4 separate regions of the Mus musculus genome follow, and all the other regions are linked to region 3. Evidence: chromatin contacts called from public Hi-C and promoter capture Hi-C data. All regions are on one chromosome and are shown on one strand. Each heading gives the region's core, a stretch centred on a gene start, on an enhancer-like site or on the middle of the called end of the contact. The rest is flanking DNA. Distances are from core to core; before and after follow the strand shown. Region 1 holds the start of Cdc20 (cell division cycle 20). Region 2 holds the start of Bend5 (BEN domain containing 5). Region 3 holds the start of Stil (Scl/Tal1 interrupting locus). Region 4 holds the start of Slc2a1 (solute carrier family 2 (facilitated glucose transporter), member 1).

Region 1 (6,120 bases), core at 2,234-4,733, 3.4 Mb before region 3:
CCACATCTGGCTTGCTTTCTGCACGCCCTTTGAAACAAACCCCATGGGCTCATTGTCCTTATCCTCTCCCCAAAGTCTCCAGTGACTCGATGTTCAAGTGGCCAGATCCCTTGTCTCTGTTATATCTTAATTGTCAGGTTCACTTTTTTCTTTTAGTGGCAAGGTCTCGACTCTACATCCACCTCTGGCTGACTGCTGGGCTTCAGGCATGCACACTTTCCAATGCACATGTCTCCTGTAGCTGCACTGTCTTAAAAGTTCTTTCAGTCCAGAAGTTGAAAACCACTTGACAGGAACCTCCACTGTTCCCACAGTTCCTGGCAGATAAAAGCCAAACTCCATAACATTAACATTAGGCTCCCCTTTTCTGTTTTCTGAGGTTCAGGAACTCACTGAGGAATTGGAGAACATTAAATCTCTAGTTTTCCAAGGCAATTGGAAATGGAAGAAAGAACGCCGGGTGTGGTGGCGCCCACCTTTAATCCCAGCACTCAGGAGGCTGAGGCAGGCGAATTTCTGAGTTCGAGGCCAGCCTGGTCTACAGAGTGAATTCTAGGATATACAGAGAAATATAGCCAGGGCTATACAGAGAAACCCTGTCTCAAAAAACCAAAAAAAAAAAAAAAAAAAAAAAAGAAAAGGAAAAAAAAAAAGAAAGAAAGGGAAGAAAGACAAGTGTAGTTTCAGAGAAACTACAGTGAGTGTGGCTAACAGCTGAAGACCCTGCCGTCATCAGAGTTCATCTTAGGCTAAGGACTGAGCGTCTTCCAACTCCTTACTAGGCAGCATATTGCTGTGACTACAATGCTGTGCCTTTGTTAACATCTCTTACCTCATTCGGACCCAATTTCTTTCTGTTTGTTTTTTGAAACGGGGTCCCTCTATTACATAGCCCTACCTGTCCTGGAACTCACAGAGAACCACCTGCCACTGCCTCCCAAGTGTTGGGATTACGTAAAATTAAGGCAGTTTGCTATCTGCCTTGAGATCAGTAAACTTGCCAGATGTGGTGACACACACCTTTAATCCCAGCACTCCGAAGGCAGACACATTTGAGTTCGAGGTCAGCCTGGTTTACACAGTGAGTTATAGGACAACCAGTGCTACACAAAACCTTGTCTCAAAAAAAAAAAAAAAAAAAAAAAAAAAAAAAAAAAAAAAAAGAAGAAGAAGGAAAAAGAAGGGCTGGTGAGATGGCTCAGTGGGTAAGAGCACCTGACTGCTCTTTCGAAGGTCCAGAGTTCAAATCCCAGCAACCACATGGTGGCTCACAACCACCCGTAACAAGATCTGACTCCCTCTTCTGGAGTGTCTGAAGACAACTATAGTGTACTTACATATAATAATAAAATAAATCTTAAAAAGTTCAAGGTCTTCCTAAACTATGTGGAGTTCAAGGCCAGCCTGGCTACATGAGAGTGTGTTTCCAAAATATGTACGTAAACTGTTTTAATGCAGTAGTTAGCAGATGATCAACTAGTAATTATTATTTGTATTAATGTTGTTTTACCTTTGTGCATATTCATGTAAGTCACTAAAGCCCTGCACTAAATGGGAGTCACCTAGATCCTAGATCCTTCCTTTTTTTGTTTTTGGTTTTTCGAGACAGGGTTTCTCTGTATAGCCCTGGCTGTCCTGGAACTCACTTTGTAGACCAGGCTGGCCTCGAACTCAGAGATCAACCTACCTCTGCCTCCCAAGTCCTGGGATTAAAGGTGTGCTCCACCACTGCCTGGCGCTTTTTTTTTTTTTTTTTTTTTTTTTTTTTTTTTGAAAAAAGAATTTAGACTGACCAATTCAGAGTCTGCCATTTATTTATTTATTTATTTATTTATTTATTTTTTTTTTTCGAGACAGGGTTTCTCTGTGTAGCCCTGGCTGTCCTGGAACTCACTTTGTAGACCAGGCTGGCCTCGAACTCAGAAATCCGCCTGCTTCTGCCTCCCAAGTGCTGGGATTAAAGGCGTGCGCCACCACGCCCGGCGCTTTTTTTTTTTTTTTTTAATGTTTTTTATTGTCACCAGAAGGAAGAGGTGCGCTGTGGGTGCAGAGATCAAAGGGCCACTTTTTTTTTTTTAAAGTGTGTATGTGTTTTGCCTACATCTATGTCTGTATACCTCATGCACACCTGATGCTGGCAGAGGCCAGGGAAGGCACTGGATCCCCTGGGACTACAGTAATAGATCTTGAATACCTATATTGGGCGCCGGGAACTGAACCCTAGGTAATCTGGAAGAGCATCTAGCGATAACAGCTAAGCCATCATCTTTCTAACCTCCTTTCCGCTTTAAAATAATTTATTTTTATCGGGGAGGAGGGGTGTGTTTGTGTGCCATCTGTATGCTGGTTCCATAAGAGGGCATCGATGCCCTGGAGCTGGAGTTAGAGGTAGTTGTGCGCTGCCTGACAAAACCAAATTTTCTTCCCGTGGAAGAGCAAGAAGTTCTAACTGAGGCATCTCTCCAGGCCCCAGACCTGGATTCTTACCAACCTCTTTTTATGACCTTGGGCTAATTTCTTGTATTGCACCTTGGTTTTTCTATCAGCATAACCAGGTTCTTGGCCCAGCGTGGTGGCACACGCCTTAAATTCCACCGCATCTCTGAGATCCAGGGCAGTTTTTTCTACAAGGTGAATTCCAGGCCAGCCCGGACTGCATAGTGAGACCCTTGTCTGAAACAAACAAAATGGGTGTCGCTCTGGCAGATTATGTGCAACGGGGGTAAGGAGATCTCTAGGTCTCTGAAGAATCCTAAGTCCCACGGGAGTCCTCCACAGGATGTGATGTCCCCAAGAACAGCCTAACCTAATCTTCACGACGAAAGGCTGGAATTCTGATCATTGTTTTGACACACACACCCCTTCCTCTCACTTTGTGTTTGCAGAACCCCACACTGGTCCGCATACTTCCTTCCTAGCAGGGTTTCAGGCGCCCTCCCCATTCAGACTGCCACCTCCCCACCGTCTCTAACCAACTGGGTCCTCCGGGTTGAGGTTGAGTTTCTCTCTCTCTCTCTCTCTCTCTCTCTCTCTCTCTCTCTCTCTCTCTCTCTCTCTGTGTGTGTGTGTGTGTGTGAGAGAGAGAGAGAGAGAGAGAGAGAGAGAGAGAGAGAGAGAGAGAGAGAGAGAGAGAGAGAGAATGTGTGTATGTGTGAACGTGTGACCTAAGTACCACCCACAGGCTTCGATGTGACCTTTCAAAGATTCCCAGATGCTCTAACTGCCGGGCCCAACCCAGAGAGATGGCCGGCAGAGAGCGGATCCCGAGGACTAACTGTGCGGGACCCGCCCCCGTGTTCCGATTCGGGCTCCGATTCGGGCAGGGACGAAGGCTCCCAGAGATGGGTTCGGGATTTCCTTCCAAATGCTTGGTCGTCGCACTCTCGTGAGATTTGCTCCCGGAAGACCCGGCCCTCTTCAGTGTAGCGACCAATCGGCAAGGGCGACGGTTAAGACAGTTGGGTTTTGAAGGAGCCAATGAACGCTAGCAGCGGAGAGTTTAAGAACAACAGTCCGGCGTGTCCTTAGCTTGTCTGGAAAAGAACGCGTTCGGCAGGCGCACTGACGCGCTGCGAGGAGCTGGGGGTTTGTGTTCGGGAGAGCTGAGTACGGAGAGGGACCGGGCTGCTGCGAGCTGTGGCAGGCGGAGCCCAGGAGCCCGGCGAGGATCGCGCTTGGTCGCCTTTCGCCCCGGTAGCGGTGCCATGGCGCAGTTCGTGTTCGAGAGCGATTTGCACTCACTGCTTCAACTGGACGCACCCATCCCCAATGCCCCGGTTGCGCGCTGGCAGCGCAAAGCAAAGGAAGCCACAGGCCCAGCCCCCTCGCCCATGCGGGCCGCCAACAGATCACACAGCGCCGGGCGGACCCCGGGCCGAACTCCTGGTGAGTGGGTGGAGGGAGCTGGAATCGCTGAGAGTCCGTCTTCATGCTCCCTCCGGGAGCCTCGTCAGGCTGTCTGACTTCTCTCTCCCTGCCCCCAGGCAAATCTAGTTCCAAGGTTCAGACCACCCCTAGCAAACCTGGAGGTGACCGCTTTATCCCCCAACGCAGTGCTTCTCAAATGGAGGTGGCCAGCTTCCTCTTAAGCAAGGAAAACCAGCCGGAAGACAGGGGGACGCCCACCAAAAAGGTATGATTCCACAGGGGTCATGAGACTTGAGGTGTCTGTCCCCTGGCTGATACCGGTCTTCCTCCCCTCACTTGCCGTGTATTTCAGGAGCATCAGAAAGCCTGGTCTCTCAACCTGAACGGTTTTGATGTGGAGGAAGCCAAGATCCTCAGGCTCAGCGGCAAACCTCAGAATGCCCCAGAAGGTAAGGAGTGAGTGACATCATCGAGGCTGGTGTCAGTCCTTCCTAAGGGGAGACATGTGGCTGCTTTTCCACATGTGGATGGGTATCAGTTTCCAAGTCTAGACCCACTCTCTTGCCACAGGCTACCAGAACAGACTGAAAGTACTGTACAGTCAGAAAGCCACGCCTGGCTCCAGCAGGAAGACTTGCAGATACATCCCTTCTCTGCCAGACAGGATCCTTGATGCCCCCGAAATCCGGAATGACTACTGTGAGTGCACTGTTGTCTTTGCGGATGGAGAAAGATGGCCTAGGAATGGACCAGTCCAACAAAGGACCTCATGTTTTCTTCCTTCCCCTGGCAGACCTGAATCTTGTAGATTGGAGCTCTGGAAATGTATTGGCTGTGGCACTGGACAACAGTGTGTACTTATGGAACGCTGGTTCTGGTGACATCCTGCAGTTGTTGCAAATGGAGCAGCCTGGAGACTACATATCCTCGGTGGCCTGGATCAAGGAGGGCAACTACCTAGCTGTAGGCACCAGCAATGCTGAGGTCCAGGTGAGCCTGGTTGCCTGTATTGTGGCTCTGTGGTCACTGGGCTCAGGGGGGAGCTTGCCCACCTTACATCTGTGACCCTGTGGTCATTCCTCTGCAGCTCTGGGATGTGCAGCAGCAGAAACGACTTCGAAACATGACCAGTCACTCCGCTCGAGTAAGCTCCCTCAGTTGGAACAGCTATATCCTATCCAGGTCGGTGTTTTTCCCAGTCTATAGCAGAACCTTTCCGGTTTCTGCCATCCGGAACTAAATCTCTTCTTCTCTCAGTGGTTCACGGTCTGGCCACATCCACCACCATGATGTTCGGGTAGCAGAACACCATGTGGCCACACTGAGTGGCCATAGCCAGGAAGTATGTGGGCTTCGCTGGGCCCCAGATGGACGACATCTGGCAAGTGGTGGCAATGATAACATTGTCAACGTGTGGCCTAGTGGTCCTGGAGAAAGTGGATGGGCTCCCCTGCAAACATTCACTCAACATCAAGGCGCTGTCAAGGTGAGAAAGCATTTGAGCTGAGGTCTTTACAGACACTCAGCTATAAACGAGGGACTACTAAGAGGAGAGGACAAGGCGGGGTTGAGTTTAATTGTGACACTTAGAGTTGAGAGATGGTTTTGTCCACTGAGTATTCATAATAGATGATGACTACTGTGCCCAGAGAGCTGGGTGCCTTCCAGCATCGTCACGATTATTGAAGCAGCTCCTGTCTTGGAGTTGTTTGAAAATTGTTATCACCTCTGATTGGCTAATAAAGAGCTGATCAACCTGTAGCTGGGGAGGAGAGTTTAAGATGGGTGGGAAAAGAGGTGAGGTCACCAGGAGGGAGTCTCCAGGAGATGGTGGAGGAGGAGCAGCCAGGGCGAGACGGAGATGTCAGGTTACAGGGCAGGTGCTGGGTGTTAGGCATCAGAGCTGGGTTAGAATAGATGAGAACCCTGCCCAGCTATAGTGCAAGAAGCTCTTTAATACATATTCCAGGTTTCTGTGCCATTTCAAGGGAAAGGAGGGCATGGAAAAGCTCAGTTCTTTTACACGTAGGGCTGCTTCTGCCTCTCTGTTGACCTGACCCAGCCTTTATCCATTCCACCCAGGCTGTGGCATGGTGTCCCTGGCAGTCCAATATCCTGGCAACAGGAGGAGGAACCAGTGACCGGCACATTCGCATTTGGAACGTCTGCTCAGGGGCCTGTCTGAGTGCTGTGGATGTGCATTCCCAGGTAGTTTTGTTGTGATTGCTACTGGTGGTGATTCATGGTTTAACC
Region 2 (6,334 bases), core at 729-3,228, 3.6 Mb after region 3:
AGAAACACCCTCGATTTTCTTGTAGCAAACAGTTAACATTCCATCTAGTTAACATTTCCTCAGGCTTATCCTCTTGCTGAATAAGTTCCTAATCCCTTCCTAGATAATTAAAGGAAAGCACGCTAACAAAATAAAACCTAATCAGCCACAAAGACTTCCGTTCTAAACCTATCCCCCCTCGCTCATTCTTTTCTCTTGGACCAGAGTGTCTGGTGGTAAGTGGACTTACAGCCCTGTGCCTCCAGGACCTGTCTAGGAGGTGATAAGTACTTAACCTTTCAAAAAGAGGACCATGTGGTGTTGATCTATTCCAAATCTTTTGGCCCTTTATTCTAGTAAGCCTACTTTCTAGAGGTATTTATTAAAAAGGAATCAGTCACCAGGCTGAGATACACTGACAGCTTGTCCAGGGATCTTGGACAAGTCACTTTGATTCATGCTAGGTTCATTTTTAGGCTAAAGGAGAGGAAACATAGGTCCCTGGAAAAAGTAGGAAAAGTGTCAAAACCATGAAATCTTTGCAATGTCTTCATTCAGCTCCTAATCTCCGGGTTGTCTTCCAGGTGGAAGGTGACAGTCTCTGCCTACTCAATCAAAGGCAGCACTCTTACCAGCAGCAGCTACATCTCTGCTCTCCAGCCTTGAAGTGGTAACTTCCTTTTCCCCACTTGGTGTGCACCCAAGCCTTCTACAAGTGGATCAGAAAGAAGGCCAAATGTTTCTGCTTGAAGAGGAACCTATGTCTCAGCGTGATACAGCATAGTACAGGAGGCCGAAAGGCTTGTCCTGTTAACAAACTGAATCTATCTTTACCCATTAACCAAGAGACCACCTGCCTGCCTGTCAGCCTGTCTCCTTTCCCTCTTCCCCACCCCCAGGTGTGATCAGAGTTAGGAGGTCAGGCCCTCACCTGAACTAGAAACTGTTTGTACCATCTTTCTCTCAAGGAGCCTTCTGGGAGATGCATAAAGTGGGGTGGAGATGAGGCTACCTAAGGCCCTTCACCTCCTCACCTGTGCCCCTTGGGCAGTACACTGAGGTTTGGTCTCCTTGTCCTAATGATGGCCCAGATGGAACAGTGTCAGAGATTCCTTCTGTGAAAAAGGGCCCCCATCAAAAGGACCTAACACTGCTTCTTGCTCCAAGGAGACGCCAAGGGCCTTAAAGGGAGAGAGGGAGGTACAGTTTTCGAAACTTAAGATGGAAAGCAACACAGAGGGAAGTAACTGAGAGAGGTGAAGGTGAGAGATGGGAGAGATGACAGCTAGAGTAGGCAGCTAGAGAAGCAGAAAATGAAGAGCCAAGGGGAATACAAAAGAGTCAGAAAGAAGAGAGCAGAGTAGAGAAAGCTGACTGACAGCAAGGCGCAGGAGTGTCAGAGAAGCAAGGAAGACAAAGGGGACCCTCAGGTCTTTTTAACTGGTTTGGCCTCTTAGAGACACCTGGTACCCAAAAGAAAGCCCAAGGAGTCGGAACGGGAGGCAAGAGCAAGCGGTGGCTCCCTGGCCCCAGCCGCCCGGCCTCTCCCGGAACCAGCCCCAGGTCCGCCCGGTCCCAACGCCCCTCCCGGCCCGCTCGCTCACCTGCCAGCGCCAGGATCTGGGCCTTGTGGAGCAACAGCGCGCCCCAGTCCCGAGGGGCACGCGGGGGACTCTCGGGCTCGGCGCCCAGCTCCTCCGGGCCCCGGTACACCGCGTACACCTTCTGGTTGTCAAAATCCAGTCGCGAGCGGGGACTGAAGTCGCGCACGCACGACACGGGCAGCGCGTAGCAGACGTTGTCCTCCAGGAACCGCACAAAGGCGTACATGGTGGGCGCCGGGGGCGGGCCCGGGCGCCGGTCAGCCCGTGGGGCGGTGCGGAGGTGGGGACCCCTAGAGGGGCGTGAGCCGCAGCCGGGCCGGGGGCGGGGAGGCTCCCCGGGGCCCCGGCTCCCCCCACTGTTATTGTTCCTGAAAGCCCCGCTCTGCCAATCGGCTGCTCTCGCCTGGGCGCGGAAAAGGGAGGGGAGTGGAGAGAGCCGGGCGAGGGGCGGATGAGGGGGTTTTGAAGCACACCGCCACTTGCGAAGTCAGACCCGAGCAATCACAGCCGGAGTGCGATTGCAGTAAGGTGGGGAAAGAGCATATATGATAGTAGCGTTAGAGGATAGGAGGAGCGCTGCTAAAAGTCGCTTTCGGGCGGATTCAATAGTTTAGTGTTTCGAATTTAGCTAAGCGCCTCCGTTCCTTCAGTCCACCCTCCAAACCCATTTCCCCCTTTTCTCTTTCTTTTGCAAAATTGCCAGCACCTGCTGTGAGGGTCAGTGAGCCAGAAACATTCCCCTAGAGCTGCCAAACCAGTTTTTGGCCAGAACTAGAGTAATCTGAGGTTTCCAGTTGAACCAGCTGCTGGGATACCAGAGGGTTAGACCAGGGCTGTTTTTATCCTAAGGGAGCAGCGGCACCCCTCTTCCCTGTGGTCTTTCTCCATTGAGGAATCGCCTCCACTACTTGTTGATTCTGGGCTGGAACAGTTGGAATGAAACAAGGATGGAGGGCTCTAGGGAGCCAGAGCAGAGGCCGGACTTTCTGGAGTCAGTTGAGTTCAGGAGCCAAACTGGGCAGAACAGCAGTCCCTTCTCTGTTTCCAAAATCACAGATGAGAACCTGGAAAGGTTGGTTCCTGCAGACAAACCACACCTTCCAGAGAAAGAAGGCTGAGAGTTGTACTTGTTCTGTATTGTATGCTTACAGGGAAACTGAGCTATTTATATTCCAATTGTCTAGCTCAATACCAGGGTATTTGTCAGAGAGAGATTGGTGAATTTTGGGGGAAGGATAAACAGAATTTCACATACATCCATTCTTCCACTTATTCTTTTATTCAAGTAACTAATATTTTTCTGAGCACACACTCCATGTTATATTGTAGGCTTGGTGGTCTATAGAAAGAATAGATACCTAGGACCTTGTAGTATTTACTAAAGTATTAGAACTTGAATCTCAGTTGGATCCTATGTCAATATTAAATTACTGTCTGAATAACCCATTTTTTCTGCTACTTGTAATCTTTCATTCTAGTCTGAGAGCATTAAGAAAGCTTAATAATGAGGTTATAGTGAGAAAAGTATTCTCATAAAGGCATGCATAAAGGAGGTGGTAGATTTAACGAAATGCTATGTTTTTAAAAACTCATTTAAATAAATTTAACCTGTAACAAAACAAGTGCACTGAAATGTTTATTATGATTCTGAGTTTCTTGCATAGGTGAGAGATTTTGTTTTCTCTTGTACTCTTTATGCTCATATTCCACATACACACATTCTTGTTGCTAGTCCTCACAATAATAATAAAAGGCATTTAACCATTTTAAACTTTAGGCACTGTGCTCACATTCCAAATCAGCTATACTCATGATAGAGATAAAGCCAAACTCCCAAATTCACTTCATTGTGATTTGAGGAGTACTTTATACTGTTGAACTCCACACAGCTCTCAAAGCCTGAGTAGCAGGTCAGATAAAGTTCCCTTAAAGCAATCCATTGGTTATATCCAGTCAACTGAATAGGTCTTCAAGCCATCCTGATGAATAATTTCATCCTCACTTATCCGATGACTCTGAGGTGTTCTGGAAAATATGTTCCCCTGATTATTATTTATTTTTGACTATGGATTATTTTAGAAATACATCACTTTGGTGGTCAAGGGAATTTAATGAGAAGTAAGATTCTGGTAGCTCATAAGATGAGGCATGCAAAGTTGGCCATATTTAATGACAATCCATGAGACTGCAGACCACATTTTCAAAAATAACTTCAGGTAGCACTCTAGCACATCTCTGCATCTAAGTGAGGGTCACCCCAAAATATCAATTTCATTTTTCATCACTTTCCTGGACACAGCCCACTCCAGAGTCTGCATCAATTATTTAGCATTTCCCAACCTAGCATGACCACAGCCTTGTGCTGGCTTCTTACCCTCATCCTAGGAAGTTCTTCTTTACTGAGTGCATGGCCACCTCAGCTATCCCTGAAAACCAAGTCAAATGCCTTCTCTTTCCCCAGTTCCCTACACTGTTCAAGAACCAACCAGGCACCTTCCAATTTTATCCCAGCATGGTTGATTTCCTCACTGTGTCAGAGGTCAGAGAACTGTGACACTGCTCTATACTTTCACCCTCACAAACCGAGGAGTCCCTCAAACACTTTAAGGATCTCAGGTCTGGCCAAACTGGGATTTGTGGCTTCTATGCTGAAATGATTTTAGCACTATGAAGCAGAGTGGTCTGTTTTATTAAAGATGTTTTAATGTAGGCTTAAGTACAAGGGTTAAGAGAGAAAGAGGTGCTCAGGGGAAGGAAGTAAGACTCACCCAAGGGCTTGGGTGTGTGCTCCTCTGCAAGACAATCACAAAAAGTAACAAATACTCAGATGGAGGTAGGGTTTACTCAAGGGAGTTTCAATTGTTTTAGCATCAGCCATGTCTACCAGTTTTTTATTTTTTTAATACGAATTATATCTCAAAAGGTTGCTAAGAAACCGTTTCTTCTTCTTCTTCTTTTTTTTTCTTGTCTCTATCATGATAATGAAATTATAGAAATGCTCTGGAGATGCCCTGGATGGAATTATAATCTGATAAAGTAACACCAGAAGCCACTGGGGTTGCACAAGGAGTTTAGTTAGTACATATCCTTTCCCTGTGCATAGGTTTTCTGGTCCTAGAAAATTATGTATATAGCTGGGAAGGGAGAAAGGCCTTAAACAATTGTTAATTGTGCTGAAATTTTTATTTTTCTGCTGGTAAAGAATTCCAGCCAGATTCTGGGGTCACAGGCTGTCTTTCTATCCCTCCTCAGCTAGAATCAGAGTTGAGTGCAAATCAAAGCTAGTAATTTCAGCAGCCCAGATACATGGTGCAGGGCTGTGAATTAGACTCTTGGGTAAAAACATATTAAAGACAACAAGAGACCAGAGCAAGCCTCTTACAAGGTTTTCTTGAAAGCCCATTTGTTCTTTTCAGAGTTGGAACTGAATCCAGTTCTGTCTTTCCCATGAATCCAATAGGAATACCCTGATCCCACACTGAAGACAGACAGACACATTAAATACCAACACCCTCACCTTAGCTACCAATGTTGTCTATGTGAACTGCTACACAGTAGCAGTTCTATTTCCCAAGAACCTCAAGAGAAGAAAAAAGTCAGATGATGAAAATGGACACCAACAGTTAAATACTTTCTGTGTTGCCTTGTAGGTCTGCAGAATGGGTTCTGGAGAAGGATTGGCAAACAGTGGGCTGAGTAGCCTCCTTAGGCACTGCTTATGTATGGTTTACAGCCATACACGTAGGCAAAATACACAAAATACACCACACACACACACAAAACTCAAAGGAACAATTTAAAACATCAAGCCCACACAAATTATAGTTGAATTGCCTCCTCGACAGCCCTACCAAAAGGTCACTTCGATCCAGTGATAGGAAGTTTGCTACCACACCTTAACTTTAGGGTACTCTTAAATGTTAAAGGCTTCCTGTGCTGAGCCAGATTCTTTTATATTGTAGTTGCCATGCTATGATCACCCCAGCTTTTCAGATGTGGAAAACTTAGGATTTTGTCTTTCCTCTCTCCAGACATCATCACTTCCTTCACCTGTCCTTCCTCACACAATCGGTTTCTGAGATGCCGGCTGGGTGCTCCCTGTGTCCTCTGATGCTTCCTAGAAGCCATGCACACCAAGCACTGTGCATACTCGGCCAATCGCACACTGAATTGCTAAAGACTTGCCATACACTCCCAGACAGAGTTCAGAAATCGAACTTACTGGCAAAGCAGTTTGGCTCTGGGGAGCCTGGAAGGCTGGTGGTCATATTTTCATGGTAGAGAGTTGGCTCCAGAAACTGTATGGAGGGAAACTGGAGGGGAGGTAAGTACGAGGAGGAGGGAGGCCTTGATGGAGCTAAGTGTCCAGTCTCATCCCTCCCCTGACTTCCTCTTTCTGTGTGCCAAATGTACTTTGCCTCTCATCCAAGTCCTTTTAATGGAGCAGAACATGTACACATCTGGGCCAGCTTAGCATGCCCGTCTCCATCTCTTCTGTGCTCTCCTGTTGAGTTTTGCAGAGCCTTGGGTTCATGTCAAGCTCCTTCGGTTTCGCCAGCTGAAGCATGTTCAGTGGCATCAGTGGGACTTATGTTTCATATTACTGCCTGGAATTCTCCATGTACTTTGCAAAGCTATTTTAAGGAGACCTGGGTTCTGTGAATTTTTAAAGCAATTGGAGCGTGTCTTTCCAACCTCTCTGCTAATGATTGATCACATTTTTTTCGTGATTTTGCCTTTTTTTTCCCCTG
Region 3 (6,983 bases), core at 4,042-6,541:
TACCCACTTCACCATCTTGCCAGTTCAAGCTTCAGATTTTACAGTCTGGGGAAATGGTTCCTACCACACAAGCACAAGGGCCTGACTGTGGCTCTTCTACATCCACATAAAAGATGGGTGCAGTGGCACCATCGGTCTCCCCTCGTGGTTGGGGGAGGAGGGGGTGAGGTGGCCAGCAGGCTCCCTGAGAGGCAAGCTCCAGAGCTAGTGAGATCCTGATTCAAAAGAGAAGGTGAGAACAATAGAAGACACTGGACACCAACCTTTGGCTTCCACCAGTGGGGACAAAGACACACACACACAAAAGAAAAAAACTTGGACTTTGGGATTTAGGTAGCCCAACTTGTAATTAGTAATAACATCAATCAAGTCTGTCTTACATATTCTGACTCAGCTTACCCTGGCTTGACCTGAAAAGAGAAACATACCTGTAGTAACTGAGATGCAAGTAGATGCACTCTCCAATTGGCATTGGGTTCCAAAGTGCCAATTTTGATGGGGGAAAATGGAAAGGTACCATCTTGCTTGAAGGAAACCTTTAAAAAACCAACAATTAAAGTACAAAGAAAAGCAAAAAAGTATATATTTTATAAGAAAGTTAATTCTCTTTGCCAGGCATTCTAAGTCCTTACAAGGCCAAGACTAGAAATACCAGGCCAGCCAAAAAAAAAAAAAAAAAAAAAAAGCTATGGGTAGCCATGTTAAGGACTTGATTATGACAAAAAAGACCACCAATGCTTTCTTGAAGTTATGCTGAATATTGAACACATATATAAAATGCCTTAAAATTATCTCTAATTCATTGTTAAGTGTTCAGTGCTGTCTTTTTTTCCCCTCATTTCCACGGTTCATAGTACCTTTAAAGATCAAACAATAATAATACTTTGGGTTTATTTCCTTAGTACAATGAAGAGTCATGCCAGCTAAAATCCTAACGATACTACTTATAAATTATATGACAACAGATTGAATATCTCTATGCTGTATTTTATGTTCATTAAAAAAATACTATATGGGGCCAGGCATGGTGGCACACACCTTTAATCCCAGCACTTGGGAGGCAGAGGGAAGCAGATCTCTGAGTTTGAAGCCAATCTCGTCTACATAGTGAGTTTCAGGACAGCCAGGGCTACGTAGAGAGACCCCATCTCAAAACAAACAAATTAAAAAAAGAAAAAAACTACAGCAGTATGATACAGAAGGGTCAGGATTAAAGTAAAAGAAATATGAGAGCCTCCCTGGGCCACGTTTCTTATTGTCTTCATCCAAAACATCTGGCACAAAGGAAGCAACAGAGAATATAAGAGCTCCCCATGGGCATAACTATAGTTTAGAAGAAGAAAAAAATCCATATGGCAGCATTAATTGCTCTTCTCTAGGGGGGAAATAATGGTCCAAAGAACTAAACCACCTAAGCCAGGTTGCCAGGTCCCCCATGGAATAACAGACTAAGAACAGCAGGGACAGGTGGCCAGCTCCTCCTCCCTACTCTACGGAAAAAGAATCACTTCAGGAAACATGGAGGATCTTGGGTTGGCCAATGTGAGAAGATTACCACCAAGGACCCGGTGCTTAGAAAGCAGGAACTCCAAAAACTTTCCATTCCTCTAGGGTGGAAATGAGCAATCTTCTATTTTATAGCCTCAGTTCAGATAATTTCTTACCAAATTAAAAAAAAAAAAGTCTATGTCATTAAGTGTAAGAGGAAAGGGAGCTAGAACTTACTAAGTCCTTCCCTACATATGCCCATGCCTTCCACTTAATACGCCTTCTTACTACTTCCTGGGAATCAATTAGAAAGTGATCACCATCCTCATTATACAGCGAGGGGCACAGTGAATGAACTGGACCAGGGGGCCACCATTTTAACTGTGGAGCCAGATATTCCTGGTTCTAAAGACTGTGTTCTTTCTTCTCTTCCAGTATTCCTTCGCAAGCTAATGTGGGTAGCTATAATAAAAGGAAATATTTTGAAGGCAGGCATGGCAGCGTACACCTGCGGCCCCAAAGCTTGAGAGGCTGAGGAAGAAGTATTAAAATGAGTTTGTTGTTTAAGATCAGCCTCAGCAATACGGCAAGACATCCACCAAATAACTAAACACACAGCCCGGCACAGTGGCACGTGCCTATTATCCTAGCTACGGGGAGGGTGAGGCAGAAGAACTGAGTGAGGGAGTGTGGGGCCAGTCACGCTATGTAGCTTTTGGCTCAAAAAACTAAAACGGGTCCTGGAGAGATAAATGGCTCACGATTAAGAGTACTTGCTGCTCTAGCAGAAGACCCAGATTTATTTCCTGGCACTTACAGGTAGCTCACAACCAACTATAGCTCCAATTCCGAGGGATCAGATACTTCTTCTGGCCTTCTTGGGCACCAGAAATGTATATGTTGCCAATACATACATATAGGCAAAACACTCATACACATAGATAACAAAACATCTAAATATATACTCAATAAAATAAAATTTCTGTACCTGGTATTCATCTGGAATTACAGGCTGAAGGAACTACAGGCTCTATATTTGGTGAGTGATTTAGTCAATTTGTAATCCTCAGTACCTTACAGAAATAAAGAAATATTGTTAAGCATAGAAGAACATTGTGTAGCAAATGAGGACCATTCTTAACCATATAGTAACAAAATAATTGGCAAAATTAAGTTGCTTATATGAAAAGTAGCAGATTAGTAAGATTAAATGCATGTAAATCACAGGATGGAGCATTCTTGCCTACTTTATGTAAGGCCCTATATTCAATGTACAATACAGAGAAAAATAAACGAGTCGATGTTAACAGATTTTGATTGCTTTTATACTCCAGAGTCATTCAGCCTATAAAGTAACCTCAATATTTAATTTAGCAACAAATACACCTATTCATTTAGGAAGCACATTTGTTTCCCCAAATCTCTTCCTTCCGTTCATTTTTTTTTAAACACAAGGTTTTGTGGCACAGAACTTTAATCCCAGCACTTGGCAGAGGCAGGTAGAGGCAGGTAGATGGACCTCTAGGTTTGAGGCCAGCCTGGTCTACATAGTGATTTCTGTCAGGGTTATACATTTTGTTCATTAGTACTGAACGAACCTATCCAGTTGGAAATTAGACATATGGACTTGAAACTAAAAAGAGGTGGAAACTACAGGTGTACAAAACACTAGTGAGAATATCCAGTTAAGTGTGACTATATCCAAACCCAAAACAAGTCGGTTTGTGGGGACAGAGATCTTCCTGTTCATTGTCACAAGAGCCAGTCTGTTGATGCATATGTTCATTTTAGTTGTTTATAAAAATGTATCATGAAGTTTCCTGTTTGGGCTTTCTGGGGATCATGTGTTCCTCACCCCCCTTCAAGTGCTGGGATACAGGTGCACACTACCAAGCCCAGCCAGCACATATGTACTTTTTAAGTCTTAATTTTTTTTAATCTTCTACGCATTGTTTCGGTTTCAGAAAAAAAAATCTTGTCTGAGGTAGACAAAGAGGCTTAGTAGTTGCTGTCGCAAGGCTAATGATTCAGTTCTCAGAATTCGAGGTGGAAACAAAGAACAGACTCTGGAACGTTGTCCTTTGATCTCCACATGCACACAGTGGGACAGACTTCTGCTCTCACATGCACATATCACATACATAGCACAACAGCAATGCTAACAATAGATAACAATCTTAGGGCCTTACGTAAGATGGCTCAGAGGCTAAAAGTGCTTGCTGTCAAAACTAACAGCCTGAGTTTGATCGATTCCGAGGACCTACTGGCAGAAGGAGCCGACTCCTGAAAGTCATCCTCAGACCTCCACATGCACACTGCAGCATACATGTGCACATGCACACACATGAACACACAATAAATACATTTTAAACACTAATGAAAAATTTAAAAAATGAATCATCTGACTCAAGATAGAGGATTACTAACAAAGGTGTAAGTCATTTAGAAGAGACCTTTTCTATATAGTCTAAGGCTAAAAATATTGGGAGAGCAAAGTTCTACTGGATATAACCTTTAAGGATCAATTAAAACTTATCCCAGAGATATGAAACTTCTTGAAATACAGGCTTGTTTTTCTTGTTTGTTTGTTTGCTTGTTTTAAAAGAAGCCTTTCTTTAGCAGTTGACTGCCATGGTATCAGTAATCACACTGATAACTCTACCCCCACAAAGTATAAGTTTTCCTCACCAACAGGAATGACTTAAGTGCCTGTCTCTCCTTTCATGCATTAGGTCTTTCTCATCTGAAAGCCACCAAATGAGATTTGATAACTAGCTCATCTTGATAGTATTACTTATAAAGCTAATGGAGCCAAAGCTGTACAAACCTGTACCTAACAAAAATAGTCTGCTCAGGGAATGTCTTCATTGTGCAGCAAATGAGGACCATCAAGTCACCCTCACCTCTTCTCCCTCTTACCCATAGAAAGTTCTTTCTGGCCTCCCACCTTAGCTGTCCTCCTCAGCCCAGCCAGATTTACTGACAAGTCCCTCCAGTGCAGACACAAATGGGTTTATGTACAAGTTTTTCCCCTGACTAGAAAGTCAATAGCTTTTCTTCATATATAAAATAAAAACCCTTCATATTAAGGTCCTACCCAATTACTGCAACCATAACCCCGGTCACTCATCCTCCAGTCCTAACTCGACTATCAGCAGTCGATAGGACTACACAGGCTGTCCTCCCCTTCCTTTGGAATTTCCTACTAAATCCTATCATCCAACCCCCAACACGAATGTGCAATCTCTCAGGGTGACATCACTGTCTTTGTGTTCAGACACTGTACGTCCACGCCTCACTTTTGACATAGGTCTACTTCCTGTAGACCACGGACTATAAACACGTAATAGATTCCTTACACAGTCTGGGTCAGATAGAAAGAATGCAAAAAAGCAAGGATCAGGGTTTCAGTCTCCAAGAAATTTCTACAGTGAAGTCAATCTGAGGCACGTCACAATGTAAACTTCTTTCCCATTTTTTAGCAGTGAGGTCCGCCTTCTTTCTCCCCTGGCGGCCCTGTGGTCATCGGTTCCACCGCGCTAACTCCGACCTTACAGGCCGCTTGTTACTCACCGTGCTTCCCGGGCCCGTAGGGCGCCTCGGGGAATCAGGAGCTCAAAGATCCACCGTCGCTGTTGTCACGGCCGCCGCCAAGCTAGGGTTTGGTTGTTGGGCCCGTTTGTTGGGCACGCAGAGTCAGGATCCAGGTAGCGTCTCAGATGACTGCGGCCCCGCCTCTGGGACGTTGGGGTCGCGGGAACCGAGGCGGCAAGCGCTCGCTGGAGGGAACCAAAGGGCGCGCCGCGCCTGCTGATTGGCCAGAAGCCCGGCCAGTCCCGCTGCAGGGGCGGTACCACGGTCGTCACGCAACGTCTCAACTGCAGACTGCTGTGACGACCAATCGGAGCCCAGCCTGGGATTAGCGCTCGCCCTATCCCAAGGTTCTTTAAAGAACCGAGGGCGCCATCGCAGCTCTGTGTCACTACTCAGAGGATTTAAACCTTCATTTGGTCAACGGTTAAGTTCCGGTTTGGCTGGCATTGGCCAAACGCATGCGCAGTTAAAAAAAGAAATCCCGGCTGGTTTGCTGGAAGTGCTTCCTGCACAGATTGTGGTCTGACTGCTGGGATCCACTTAGCCAAGCTTGGTTCTCCCCTGTAATTCCTGCGCTCTTCCGAGGCAGGTGCTGAGACAGGAGGCTCGCCACGAGTTAGAGACAAGCTGGAATTATTTAGAGACCCTGTCTCAAAAGACTAGAGTCGAGTGTGGTGGTGCGCCGCCTTAGTCCCAGCTTTGAAGAGGTGGGTGGAGGCAGAGAGGTCTTCTAAGCTACGAAGCAAATCAAAGACCAACTTGGTCTGCATGAGACCCTGTCTCAGGAGAAAAAAAGTTTTCAAGCCCTTAGATGATCAGAGATAGAGGAGGTTAAATTTGCTTTAAGTTGTTTCTAAAATATGATCGATCTTACCAATTTTGGGAAATTCCTTCTCGTTGAACAGAAAATACTGGTGGCTATTTATACTTATTTCCAGTGCTGATATTGGGGACAGTTGTGGTGTGTGATTTATGTGTGCGTGCTGCCAGAGGTCCATGTTGGAGATCTTTGAGATGATCAGGCATTCGTTGTAATTAAAACAAAACAAGAAAAGACTTAAATTAAAAAGGAAGCACGTCTATAGTGTTAGGGGAAGGTAGCAAACGTGTTCTTAGGATTAGTTCATGTTACATTAAACTTTGTGTATTTTTTAAAAGGCAGGTAAAAATCTAAATACATAAAAGACTTTAAATTAATAATGTATCAATGTTGGGTTAATAGAAACAAATGTACATACTTATATAAGATGTTAAAAAAAAAAAGAGGAAAGTGCGTGGGAGGTGTGCTTCATTTATTTTCTGTATATCTGAGACTGTTCTGGGAGGCTAGTATGCAGCTAAGTAGTAGTGTAGGACCCCAGCATGTGCAGGGTCCTGGGTTGAGTGACTAGCACCACACACTAAGTAAATACTTTTAACAGGTAAAATCTGGGGCTGTAGAGATAGCTCAGTGGTTAAGAGCACTTGCTGATCTTGCAGATCATCTTGGTTGCCGGCATCCTGGTTAGATAGATCACAGTTGTCTTCTGGCCTCCTTGGGCACACCCATCCCTGGCTGCCACACATGCATAGCCCATAAATAAATCTTAAAAGGTTATGAAACCCAGTGCTTGTGGTAGTGCACACCGTTAATCCCACCACTGTGAGTTCAAGGCCACCGTGGTCTACAGAGCTAGTTCCAGGACAGCCAAGGCTGTCTTGGAGATCCCTGTCTTAGAAAAAAAAAAAAAAATCAGGAAAAACAAGAGGAAACATCGGAGAAGCTGAAGCATCATGAGAACTCAAGTGTCAGCAAATGGTGAATTAAACATTTTATTGGCACTGGACTTCTAAGCAGGATGTATATGTAATGTTATGCATAAATACTTGTGTGTTTTGAGACAGGGTCTCATACAGTCCAT
Region 4 (6,143 bases), core at 1,613-4,112, 4.1 Mb before region 3:
CTTTCTCCACACCAGATTCCTGACCAGTGAGAGCTTTAATGACTTCCCTAAGTAACACTTACAGTTCAGCATCCTGACCCTCCAAAAGCACATGCCGCTACGCTCAGAGGTAGCTTTCAGCGGAGGTTGAAGGTTGCTGACGTTTATTCAGGGCCCAGCGTGGCATGGGAAGTCAAGGGACATCTAATAGGGACTGGCAGACACACTTTGGGTCTATTCTCTCCAAATTAATTCTATCTATCTATCTATCTATCTATCTATCTATCTATCTATCTACTTACTATAGTAAGACAGGATCTTACTATGGCATAGCTACTAGCCTGAAACTCACTATAGAAACAAGGCCAGCCTCAAACTCAAGAGATCTATCTGCTAGCATGCCCGCCTTCACTTACTTACTTGTGTAGAATGGGGAGAGACACACGCTAGTGTGCACATGGTGGTCAGAGGACAACTTGCAGGAATCAGTTCTCACCTTCTACCTAGTGAGTCCCAGGAATGAACAAAGATCTTCATGCATGGCTGTCAAGTGCCTTTACCATTCAGCCATCTCTCTAGGCTTTTCCAGACTAAATTCCTACCGTCTAATGATTAGGACTGCTGCCATTCTGCAGATGAAGCAACCCAGCTAAGTGAAAATTCAAAACCTCACTATGAATCTCAGATACTTATGATCTTCTACTACCGTATCCTGAAGAACCCTGTGATTTTTAAGTAGTTTTATGTTGCCTGCAGAGGTTGAGCCTAGACAGGACGGCCAGGAGGAGGTGAGCCCCGGCTAGCCAGGAGCTTCCACCTGCCCCTCCCTATTTTCATTACTAAGCTCATTACTACAGAGTACACCAGAGGCTCGCCAGACCTCTAAACAACTCTCCAGAACTCCGTTTTAATATACAACACAAAAGGCTGTGGCCTTGATTGGGAAATCAGCCACCTCCAAAGAAAGGGAAGGGCTTTTCCCAAGAATGTACACAAGATAACTAAAATGTGCCTAAACTAGGTATAGTGGCACCATGCCTTCAATCCCAGCATTCAGGAGGCAGAGGCAGGCGGGTCTGAGTTTGAGGCCAGTCTGGTCTACAGAGCCAGTCCCAGGACAGCCAGGGCTACAAAGAGAAACCCTGTCTGGGGGGGAGGGGGGGGGCGGGGATTCTATTGTTGTAAATAACAGTGCAAGTGCATGAATTCATCGCTATAGATATAAACCATGGGGAAGGAGGGACTGATCTATAGATGGAGCCAGTAGGGAAAGTCTGGGAAGCTCAGCAGAGTAAGCGCGCCCATCCACCTGCCTGCGGTGGCATTTACTCTTCCTGCTGCTCACAATTTAGAAAACACTAGTGAAACCAGCCCAGACCTTAGGAACTGTGTGACTTTAGGAAACTTACTTCCCTTTAGTGTTCCTGGTAAGGAAGCACAGGACGACATGTAAAAAGCAGTTTAGCCATGAGCCAGGTGATCAACGAGCATTGATTTTTTTTTACCCTCTTCTCTACTCAGAATATTCATCTTATCAGCTCAAAAAATAAATATCAAGCGGAGTGTGGTGGTACCCGGGCTTACAGCCTTCGCGAAGCAGAGACAGGCGGATCTCTGTGAGTCTGAGGCCAGCCTGGTCTACATATGAACTCTAGGGCAGACAGGGCTAGGGGATGATGTCTCCGAAACAAAAGCAAAATCCAAGGAATTTGAAAGACGGAGATTAACCTAGGTCTGAGAGAAAAGTTTTACGCGGAAAAACCAAAGTTCGGAGTTTAAGTGGCATCTGAGAGACTCCCGGGCCTCAGTTGGTTTTTGTTTTGTTTTGTTTTTTTGTCTTTATACTTAGTTACATTCTATCTCTATCACTGTGGCCCTGCAGAGACTGTCAGTACGACCATCCGGAGTCAACTGGAGCTTCCTTTCCTGAGTTCCACCAAAACACCCCCACTGCCCAGTAAAGGCAGCCAGGGATTTAACACATGCTCGCACTGTTCTTAACTTTAAACAGGTAAAGGGGGGGGGGCGTGAAAGTGCGCATCCTTGAGCCTTCCTACATACTAAGACGGGAAAATCCAATTTTATTTTAATTTAAAAGGGACTAGAACTAACTCTACACAAAGCAAAGGCGGGACAAGAAAGAAACAATGTCGCACATCCAGGAGGGGTTCCGTAAATCCGGCCCATACAGGGCAAGCCTGATCACAGGTGAAGAGAGATCTTATCCAGTCAGTAGCTTGCCCCGGGGAAAGGCCCCACATCCCTGGAGGACTGCGCATCGTGAGGTCCTCAGAGCTCGTCAGCCCCCGACCCTGGCCTGGAGGAAGTGCCTTCTCCTCCTGGCCACCCCCATGGCCCGGGTTCCGGGCGCGGCGCGGGCTCCGGGCGGGTCCCGCCTCCTCCGCTCCTAGCCGGGGCCCGGCCGGGGGCTCGGCTCTTTTAGCCAATGGGCGCCGCGCTCCGGCCCCCTCCCCCGCGCGGGAGGAGCCGCCGAGGTCGTGCGCGACGTGCGGCGCCTGGGCCCCTGATCCGCGGCCCCCGCCCCGACCGCGTGAAGCGCGCGGCGGCTGCGTGAGGAAGCGGGGACTCGGACAGGCGCCCCGGCCCGCGCTCGGCAGCACATCCCTACCCGGGACTCCCAGCCCCGTTACTCACCTTGCTGCTGGGATCCATGGCCGCGCTGCGCTCGAAGCTCTAGCTGTGCCGGCTGCGAGACGGAGAACGGACGCGCTGTAACTATGCGTCTCCCGCCAGACCTCCACGCCCTGACGCACTTAAGACCCCGTAGCTCAGATCGTCACTCTACAAGCAAGCCTCTGCTCTTGGGGGAGAGCGCGCGGAGCTGCCTTTTTATAGGACCGCCGCCATTGGTTCTGGGGTGTAGGTGGGCCCGAAGGGGGCGGGGCCTGGGGAGCACGTCCGGGGCGGGACTCTGAGAGGCGTGGTTCTGTGGGGAGGTGGGGAGGGACGGAGGGCTACTGACCACAGTCTGGCTCTGGATGCTAGAACCTGCAGTCCCAGGGTGTGCGGGGCACCCGTTGGGGGCGCTCGCTGTGTGGCTCTGAGCTGGTTTGCACACCTCTCTGAGTCTCAATGGCCACTAGCAAAATGGTAGCGCTTGGTGCGGGGCTGTAAGCCAGCGCTAGGACTCTGGCTTCCTCACTAGGCTGCCGGATAACTTTGGTAGACTAGTCATAATAATAGTACAACCTCCTGGGTTATTAGGAAGATTAAACGAGTTAGTATTTGGATGGTGTTTACAACCGCGTGTGTTATGTGTAAAGTGGCATTAAGTTCATTAGAGAGACCACGGGAGGTCTGGCTCCGAAGCTGAATTCTCTCTCCTTGCTCCGTGTTCCTGTGCCCAAGGCCAAGCTCCTCTTTTGCTCCTAGACACCATGCCCACCACTTCTCTAAGCTGTAAAACCACCACCTCCCTCCATTTCTGACTTTATGGTGACACCTAAGTGTGAAGACCAGAGAGGCTGGGTGTCTAAATGGTTAAGGACATAGAACACCTTGGCATTGAACCAGCTCACCTATAAACCGCCTCTAGCTGGTCCTGGGCAAGCTCCCAGCCAATGAGCAGCGGGTTTCTCCTGGATAAAATGAGATTTGTTATCAAACCCTGGGCTATGAGAATTACAGGTGAGCTCCTGGAGTGGTGAGTAGGACAGTCAATAGCCTCTGTGGTCCCTCCAGTCCATGTCCCATCTAGGTTCACCTGAAGGGGGGATCTGGGAGAAATGACTTTCTGTTAGAGACAGGAAGCTGAGCTGTGTGCCAGGTGCTGGCCTAGGAGGGCACCCTAATTGAGCATGGACCCCTGAAAAGTAAAGCATGTGGAACTGGTGAGTCTGGGGTTCCCCTTCTCCTCTCTCCTGATCACCACTTTGCCCCCCCCCCCCCGAGTTTCTTCTGCTGACTGCAAGACCTGCCTCCTCTGCTCTTGCTTTCTCCAACCCTGGACCTGTTTCTTTCCTTCAATACATATGATGCAGGGCTGGAACAAGGCCCAAGCCTGGTCTCCCAGGCCCTTTCTTAGGGTACCAGTTCACAAATTCAGTCGCCCCCATTATAGAACTGCATGCCTATATCTCAGCCAACAAGTCACCAATCAGCCATCTTTTTTCTCCTCTATGACGGACGGTCCCGTGCTAGTCAGTGTCCCTAGGACAGAAGCATGAGAGTCTGTTGCTAGCTTCAGGGAGTCCCCAAGCTGGAGGGACAGGGAGAGGGGCAGTGTAAACCATATCAAGGATGAATACAGGGTAAGTCTCCAGAGAGAAGTGTGTGTGTGTGTGTGTGTGTGTGTGTATGTGTGGCTCTTTGGGAAGAGGGAGGTGATGCAGAGCAGGGTTTGGAAGGTAGTTCAATAGGTGGCTAGATTATGAAGGCCATTCTTGACAGAAGATTAGATACAAAGGTGGCAGACAGAATGATTCAAAAAGATGGAGAATCTTTAGATAGCCTCTGAACCACAAGCTTCAGATGCTGGAGTCCCAGCTCTGCCGTTTACTTGCCAAACATCTGCACGCATCTCTTCTCAGCTTCAAAACCCACATCCATCTCTAAAATGGGTCTAATAGTCTCCTCCTGATTTGAATAAGGGTTTCTCAAAGTAATTACACTAATACTTCTGGTTGTGCTTTGTTTTGTTGAGACAGGGTTTCACTATAGAGCCCTGGCTGCCCTGGAACTCATTATGTAGACCAGGATGGCTTCAGATTCACAGAGATCCACTCTCCTACCAAATGCTGGGATTAAAGGCTTGTGCTACCAGATTCTGCACTAATTGTTGGTGTCAGCATTTCAGCCCAGTCCCATGGTACCATGGCACCATGGCACCATGGAAAAAGCAGAGTAGCCAGGGAAATAGTGTTACTTTCCCCCAGTTTCCCTATACCTGCCCAGACACAGATCCCATTGTCTGCTTGGAATTCCACTTCTCTGTCCTCTCTCTGTAAATGTTTTATAGCCCCTGGAGGCAACTGTTTAGAGGCAAATTTACCAGGAGCTATGGACACTAGATCAGAGGTTAGATTCTTAGGTGGACTGTTATCTTGGAGACTGAGTCCTTGGAAACAGAATTTAACCCTGTAGAGAACACCAAAGAAAGCCCACGAGATACAAAGCCTTAGGATAGTGTGCCGCTGAGAGAGGGATGTGGACAGAAGCCCGAAGAATTGGCTTCTTGTAGTTATTGGCTCCTAGAAACTGGGGAGCAGGGAGGGGGGACGCCGGATGGGGGGGGGCAGGGGGAGAGGTTGAAGAGGTAGTTATAAAGACCCTGGATGCCATCCATCTAAGTAGAGGCCAGAGCTTTCATTACTGGATGAGCAATGGGGCGCCATAGAAGGTTTCAGAGAAAAAGAACCTGGTGACAACTCAGCATACCCAAACCCGCCCCTACCTAAGGCTTCTAAAGGGGAAGGGGTAGGGGTTTCACAGCGACCACCCAGACCTGGTGAGACTTGCTAGTCTGTTCCTACACTGGCAGCTTTGTTCCCTGGAGGTGACTTCAGCCCTTAAAGGAACCAGCTCTTCCTGGGTTGTGTTCAAGCTGCGCCAGCCCCTACCAGTCTGGAAGAAAAAGTGCTCGCAGGACTTAACGGGGAGGGGCCAGGTGCACAGGATGACTCCGGCGAGTGCCTGCCTGATGCGTGTCAGACGGCACGCCTGTGGACCCAGGGCCTTAGAAATGGGCGGTGCTTTGCGGGCGGGTCCTAGCCGCTACGCGGAGTAAGAGTGAGTAAGACAGCCCGGAAAAGGCTCTGTTGCCTTTAAAGGCAAGTGTTCCTGGTAGGGCTTGAAAAGGCTTTGCTGAATCAGTGGCAGCTGATGTAAGGGGCGCAGGCAGGGGCTGAGAGGGGGAGCCCTTAATCCGAAGGCTGTTTTGCAACTCAAATCCTCCCGAGGAAAGAAAATACGTTATCTGGACTCAAGGAGGGCATGCTGAGCCAGGCAGGACAGTTCTCTGTGTTTTTGTATTTCATTCTGATTTGCACACCTGCTCCAACCACCTGCTCCCAGCTCATCCGTGTCCCTTTCTGATCATTTTGGGTACCTCTGCAAGCGCCACCACCACCAATGATCTGGGGGGATGCTGAAAGAAGTATCCCTCTTCCACTGTGTCCTGAGCGCCACGATTGGCTAACTGCCCC

The links. Promoter capture Hi-C pulls out the DNA fragments that hold promoters and counts their contacts. A called contact is a pair of places that touch in the nucleus more often than the background predicts.
Region 1: a contact with region 3 is called in a Hi-C map of muscle stem cells, with 3 times the contacts expected there. The contact joins the promoter of Cdc20 here to the promoter of Stil in region 3. A contact is called at or near these places in 1 of 39 promoter capture datasets (pre-B cells) and 3 of 484 Hi-C or Micro-C datasets (B cells, CD4 T cells and muscle stem cells).
Region 2: a promoter capture Hi-C map of cranial neural crest shows a contact between it and region 3. The contact joins the promoter of Bend5 here to the promoter of Stil in region 3. A contact is called at or near these places in 2 of 39 promoter capture datasets (cranial neural crest and pre-B cells).
Region 4: a contact with region 3 is called in a promoter capture Hi-C map of pre-B cells. The contact joins the promoter of Slc2a1 here to the promoter of Stil in region 3. A contact is called at or near these places in 1 of 39 promoter capture datasets (pre-B cells) and 1 of 484 Hi-C or Micro-C datasets (CD4 T cells).

Annotation. Positions count from the first base shown.
Region 1 is chr4:118,434,706-118,440,825 of GRCm38.p6, reverse strand. It overlaps Cdc20 (cell division cycle 20), which reads left to right and starts at 3,483. Exons shown (of 10, transcript NM_023223.2): 1 at 3,483-3,885; 2 at 3,984-4,132; 3 at 4,220-4,316; 4 at 4,438-4,566; 5 at 4,661-4,857; 6 at 4,955-5,049; 7 at 5,125-5,353; 8 at 5,950-6,075. The coding sequence starts at 3,705.
Region 2 is chr4:111,410,650-111,416,983 of GRCm38.p6, reverse strand. Bend5 (BEN domain containing 5) reads right to left here and starts at 1,978. Exons shown (of 6, transcript NM_026279.3): 1 at 1,584-1,978. The coding sequence starts at 1,809. All of the region lies in intron 6 of Agbl4 (ATP/GTP binding protein-like 4), which reads right to left.
Region 3 is chr4:114,998,426-115,005,408 of GRCm38.p6, reverse strand. Stil (Scl/Tal1 interrupting locus) reads right to left here and starts at 5,291. Exons shown (of 17, transcript NM_009185.3): 1 at 5,062-5,291; 2 at 2,477-2,561; 3 at 429-536. The coding sequence starts at 2,487.
Region 4 is chr4:119,105,464-119,111,606 of GRCm38.p6, reverse strand. Slc2a1 (solute carrier family 2 (facilitated glucose transporter), member 1) reads right to left here and starts at 2,862. Exons shown (of 10, transcript NM_011400.3): 1 at 2,635-2,862. The coding sequence starts at 2,652. It overlaps Gm52706 (a long non-coding RNA gene), which reads left to right and starts at 2,858. Exons shown (of 2, transcript XR_003955269.1): 1 at 2,858-3,830.